Regions from separate parts of the Sus scrofa genome. Here region 2 is linked to region 1. The links are chromatin contacts, called in public Hi-C maps. All regions are on one chromosome and are shown on one strand. The core of a region is the stretch at or near the end of the contact, and the rest is flanking DNA. Distances in the headings are between cores, read along the strand shown.

Region 1 (3,081 bases), core at 214-2,713:
GCCTGCCTTCCCTCTTACCAGTGTGCGTTCTGATGTGTCCTTGAAGCAGCCAGGGTCTGGAGAAGGCCTTGCCACAGATCTTGCAGACACAAGGTAGGGTGTGGGTCCGAATGTGCATCTTCAGGGCGCCCAGGCTCACGTACTCCTTGTCGCAGTACTTACAGCTGAAGGACTTCCTAGACTGGGCGTCACAGTGCAGCTGCTTGTGCTTGCCCAGCCCTGAGAAGGTCGAATAGGTTTTACTGCATAAATTGCACTGAAACTTCTCGGCTTCGATGGCGTGGGGGTCGGAAAGCTTGGACTGGAGTCTTTCCTCTTCGTCGCTAACGGGACTTTCGGAGCCGCTGTGGTCCTTGGATGAGGTGTCGGATGGAGGAGGGGGGCTCACACGCCCCAAGGGTGGGGGGTATCCGGACAGGGGGGAGAGGCCGTTGGGCAGCGGGGCGTGGAACGGAGCCGCGCTGGTCCACACCGCAATGGGGCTGTAGGCTCGCGAGCTGAGGATCTCCGGTTGTGGAATGACAGGCATTGGGTAACTCTCATAGAGGTACGGGGAAACGATCACTGGGGAAGACAAGAGGGGAAGGAAGAGTGAGGCGGAGAGAAACCTATGAAAACCCACCACGAAGCTGCTTGGCAACGCAAACGGACGAGAGGACGCGCGCAGGAGGAACTCGCAGGCGTTGGTAGGACATTTCTTCCCACCCTTGCTACTCGCGCGGTCACTGTACTTGGGGCGCACACGGAGCGTCGCGGGGCTGCAGCGGCTCGGCGGTCAGCGAGCGCAGCCCAGCCCCGCCCAGCTAGGGCCTCCGCGGTCCCCAGCGAGGGGAAAGCCTATCCACTACCTCGAAAGCTGCAGAGAAGTTCCCTTCCATTTTACGCGTGGGCTGTTTGCAGGGTTTATGACTGTGAGTACAAAGACAGGCGTAAATCCAGCTGCTTTCTAAAGGAAAGGAGCCTTATGACATGAAAAAAAAAGCAGTAATTCAACATTTACGCGTGGCCTTACTCATCCTCCGCGTACTCATTATGCAAGTATGCACACGCTTCAGAAAGTGACGTTGCAAGAGCCGAATGGAGTTTTCCTGGCCAGTGAAAAGTTTGAATTAAAACTTAGCCCAGATGATCAAAGGAACGGCCGCTCTTTCAGGAGGGACGCTGTTTAGAGGAAAACAGCTCCGCCTCTAACTTTTGTAGAAGTTGAGCTGCAGCTCACACTGCTATTTACCTCTTGATAGACAGACTGAGTTGCAATATAGAGCCCCCCTTTTACCTGTGTGTGTGTCCAGCTCGCTGTAGTTGGGCTTCTTGGAGGCGTTGAAATGCTTCTTGACCAGGAAGGAGCGCGGCATCCTGCCGGCTGCGCGGGGCGCCGGGCGCGGGGCGCGGGGCGCGCAGTCCTACAGCATCGCGGCCCCGGCAGGTGCGCGCGCGGCGCCGCCAGGTCGCAGGCTCTTCGCGGACTGAGCCCGCGGTGGCGGGGAGGCCTTTTTTTCCTGCCTTTTGCAAGAAGGGTCCAATCACAGCCGAGAGGTTCGGATTTCAGCTCCTCCCTCTGGGACAGCTGTGAACAGAGGAAGAATCTGTTGTCAGACTAAATTATTTTGGTTCAAAATGGGCTGTTCTCCGGCTTTCAGTGGAGAGGAAAAAAGTGCTTAAGTATTTTCAAGAAGAGGTAATTTTCCTTCTTCAGCTCGTCGGCCCTTCGCGCTCTCGGCGAGCTGGATCCGGCTGAACCTGGCCTGGCTTCCAGCTGTGGGCTCTGGCGCTTGCTGGGAAAGGCAGGGGGCCCGCGGGTCCCAGGCCAGCCTCTGGGCTTTGGAGAGGTTCTGCTCGCTCAGGGACGGAACAGTTCACTCCCGGCTTTTGACAAGAAAGGTAGCGGCAAAGACAAAGCCCCAGTGAGTGAGGGGCGGGCCCGCAGGGGACTCCCCGCGGCTAGCGAACCACCCGCCTCTCGCTGGGGACGCGCTTCGAGTCCAGGAGGCCCGGGGCAGAGCCAGAGGCGGCGCCTGGGGAAATGAAGCAGGCGTGTCACCACATTAGCCGTGAGGCTTGAAAGAAGCGCTTTGTAGCCCCCGAAAGACCGGCTGCCTGCGAGACCGGGCACCGTACGGATGAAAGCGAAGGATGGGTTAATGTCCTTTGGAACGGGAAGGGTTCCCCACAAAGGCATTTGCATCTTTTCAGGCATCGCCATGTAATTTTATGGAAAAAAAGTGTGAAGGGGCCTTGAGAGACAATTATTTCAAAAATGTATATGCTTTTAGACCATGCTCTTTTCTTGGGTATAACGTCGTCAAAATTCATGTGTTTCTGCCCCTCCCCTGCATTGTGTTTTTAAAGAAAGGGTGCCATCCTGAGCACTGCTTGGTTAAACTTTTAAGCTAGTCTAGCAATCAGCAAAAATACTTTGGTTGTGTGTATGGTATTTAATCTAAAAATACCCTAAAGTGGCTCATTTGAAAAGTGAAATTATATCCATATTTACAAGCACTTCCGTCCCTTCTAGATTATTCTCCCTACCTTTGGCTTAAAGACTAAGGAAAGAACACATTTGCAATCAGACCACGCTACCCTTGATTGGAACAGGTGCTGGGAGGAAAAAGGTGAAAAATAACAGTGTGAAGTCAAGACTTGTAAGAGGAAGGTGCATGTCAGGCTGCATAACTTCTTAATCTTGGGGGGAGGCCGGAGTGTGCAGGGGAGGGCGGGGCTCAGGCTGCCTGAGCTAATTTCAGAGATCCCCTTTCTTTTTTTTTCCTCCCAACTAGTTCAAACGCCAGGGAAAGGAATTTAGAGGGATCTTCATGTTAAAAGGAAAATATGAATATGCATCAGATCTCCCACACACCGGAGGCTGGCTCAGAACAAGCTCCCTCGGATCGGATCAGATTGGCCCTGGTTTGGGGGGCAGGAGCCCTCCTCCCCCCACTCGGCTTCCTGAAAAAGAGTTTGCATCTTGCCCAGAGCTCCTGCTTTTCCCTCCCGGCTCAGCTCCACGCAGAGTCAGCTCACAGCGGGGAGGCCAGAGAGCATCTGATACTTGTTCCTTGGCCACTAACCTACCAAGTGTGT
Region 2 (3,081 bases), core at 378-2,877, 52 kb before region 1:
TAGGATTCTGTATTGATGGGTTTATAGCAGTTTGCACTGTTTCTCTATATTGTGTTAACATTCCTTGCTCTGGTTATCACACATGATGTGCCTTAGAACAATTTATGTGTGTTAGCATCTTTCTACAAGTGACATGTGGAAAGCTCAATCCTGTGTCTTCCCTAAGCTACCCAGTGTGTCTCATCCACTGCCTTGTCCAACTTGGCCCACACTTCCTGGACCACAGTAACTGTGGCACCACGGGGCCTCCACCCAGCAGCTTTTAGCCCCTCAGTCCATCCTCTGCCCCAACCCTTGCTTCTCCTGAGAGCAACTCTAGGCCAGCGGCTCTCTGCCTGGAGCCCCCTATCCTGTGCCCCCTGCCTGTTGATTCTGTTTCCTCTGCCTATTGGTGTCCTTGTCACCTTTTCTCCCTGGCTGATTGCAACTCACCTTCACAGAGTTGGGCGTGACCTATCCAGAGGAGCCTTTCCTGACCTTCCAGGTTGGGGAGGTGCTGTTTCTCAAGGCTTTCCCGCCCGTGGCTGTCCTGAGCCCTGCTGATGGGTCGTCTCTTACTGGGGGCCCATATCTGTCACGCCCCCCTCCGTCATGGCAGTGACTTCACTCTTGTAATTAATTTCCTGTTTACTTGCTTATTTCCTCATTTATATTATAACTTTCCAAAGGCAGAAATTGGGATTTATTTATTCTTGTGTCCCCAGAAGCCTTTAGATATTAGTCTATTATGACTCAGGAGTATCCCCAGCTGCGAGCTTACACCCCTCCTACCATCCAGTCCTGACCTTGTGAGGCCAGGCTGGATGGGGGAGGGGCAGAGCCCCCTCTGTGCCGGGACAGGCTGGCAGGTGCCTCCACCAAGACCCTGAGTCCAGTAGAGAACCCCTGCCCTGCCCCAGCGCTCCTTCTGCTGCAGACACCATCCCGGATGGCTGAGGGGGTCTGGCCTGGATGTCACACTGGGCAGGGGGAGGAGGCCTCCACGGATGGGGCTGTCGGGGTCCGTAGCCCCCAGGCCTGGTTGGAAGAGGGCCATGGGACATGGGAGGTGGCCCCACAGTGAGGGAGCAGCTGCTGGGAGTCACTCTTGGGCTGTAGGGCAGCCTCAGAGACAACCCTGTGCAGGGCTCGCCACGCCTCCTTCTTAGGGCCAAGAATGTGCCACATAAAACAGAGTGGCTCTTAAACAAGCATTAAGGCCCAGTGCTCTGTGCCATCCAGGCAGAACAGCTGGCTGTATTTTAACCTGGGTCTGGTCAGCCACCTTCAGGGTCAGCGGTGGCTGTGAGGTCAGAGCCTCTGACCCCCACCTGGGGACATCAGGCTCAAGGTGGCACACTGGCCTCGCTCTGGGGGAGGGACAGAGCAGGAGCTGGTCCAGCGGCTGTCATGCCCCAGTTTGCTCCTTTGCACGTGGCCTGGGTTGGAGGTCATCAGGTCTCAGGGCTCCTCACTCCCAGCTCACTCGTGTCAGACCCCCCAGCTCAGGCACTGGTACCTGGAGGCCAGATACCACCCTCCTGATTCATGTGGCAGCAGGAGCCCCCACATGAGGGGTTGGGGAGGCCTGAGGCTGGCTGTGGGCAGATGGGACACTGATCCAGGCTCCAGATCTCATCCTGCTGGGAAAAGCCCTGGCTTCAAACATGCTTGTTTACAGGCAGACCTTTCTCCTCCGGCTGTTTGCTGGGCTGGATCCCACTCTTGAAAACGAAACCTTGGTTTCTATGGAAATGACAATGGCTCCCTGCCCGCCCCTCCTCCCCACGAAGGTATTACTTCTCTCTTAAAAAGTCTGAACAGTTAAACCAGGAGTCACGGAAACCTTCACCACCTCCGCATTTTGAAACTATCGAAAATTCTGCACAAAGATTATAATTCAATCCTAATTCTTGTAATAATAATAATACCTTTGGATTTGACCCCATCATATTCAAAGAGACTGCTTATCTTTTTTCTACTAGATTTTCTATCAGAAAGGTTAGCATGTGGTCCAAGTGTTGCCTGATGTTCTGGGTGCTCAGACACTCCCCAGCACAGGGGGGGCTCCTCTGGACAGTGTCACTCTCTGGAACCCACTTGCACCTCCTCAAGCCTTAGCACCTCCGGTGACCTCCTGTGCCGATGTCTGCGGGGACCTTCGACACGGCTTTGACCGCAGACCGCATGACAGTCTCAGGGCACAGAACGTAGTTTCCCTGCTGGCAGGAATGGGTATGCAGGGCAGGTCAGCGGGGGCCTGGCTGTCGGGGCACCGACGTGAGCCAAGGGGCGGGCAGGCCTCTCAGCCCCCACTTTTGTTTTCACACTGAGATAGGAAACCGCAGATTGTGGCTTTAACTCCAGGAATCTTAGTTTTTCGGAAATGGAATATTCCACTTCAGAATAACACAGGGCTTTGCCCTGAAGATGGCACATGGATGATAGCTGCCTTCTGCTAATTCTTCAGGGTGCTGTGGTCTTGGAGGGGCCTTCATTTTGTTCCTCCCAAAAGCCCTTTACCTGAGGACTGCAGGCTAGGCGCCTATGCCCCTTACACGGAATGTGGGACGTTCTGAACTGAACACACACAATGCTCTGTGGACACGTAGAGACCACAGACAACAAGAGTCTGGAGGACTCCTCTCTATTTTGCAGTTGGAGGCATTTTGCACACACAATTCAAAACTACTAGAAACAGGTGATCTTTTCCCAACATTCTTGAAGCCATGCTGTTCCAGGAAACGTAGACTTCCACTAATTACAGAGGAATTCTGGCCTCGCTCGTGGCACTCTCATGTTTGGAGGCCTAGGGGGGATTCCTGACAGTGTGCTAACCTAGTGATTGCTCGCATCCCGCAGTTGAGGAGGTAGCCCCCCCCGCCCCCTGCGCCCCCGTATGTGCAGCAGCTTCTCCTTGCTGCCCTTCTTCTACGAGCCCGGGTCCAGACCTCACGTTTTCCCAGCCCTGTCCTTGGAGGCATCCTGGGGAGAAGCAGTCTGTCCACCTGCCCTCCTCCAGGTAATTAACCTCCAATATGACAAGAAAGGGCCTGAACTGACCGCCAGACGTGTTTGCAGGTCGTGGCACCAGTCCCAACA

The links. Hi-C and Micro-C count contacts between places; a contact is called where the count stands out from the background.
Region 2: a contact with region 1 is called in a Hi-C map of liver, with 1.9 times the contacts expected there. A contact is called at or near these places in 1 of 5 promoter capture datasets (liver), 4 of 47 Hi-C or Micro-C datasets (epiblast stem cells, fetal skeletal muscle and liver) and 1 of 2 datasets of targeted methods (skeletal muscle).

The regions. Positions count from the first base shown.
Region 1 is chr4:79,263,262-79,266,342 of Sscrofa11.1, reverse strand. SNAI2 (zinc finger protein SNAI2) reads right to left here and starts at 1,463. Exons shown (of 3, transcript XM_005663090.3): 1 at 1,277-1,463; 2 at 19-564. The coding sequence starts at 1,355.
Region 2 is chr4:79,314,932-79,318,012 of Sscrofa11.1, reverse strand. No RefSeq gene overlaps it. Among named protein-coding and RNA genes, the nearest start is that of SNAI2, 52 kb to the right of the region's middle.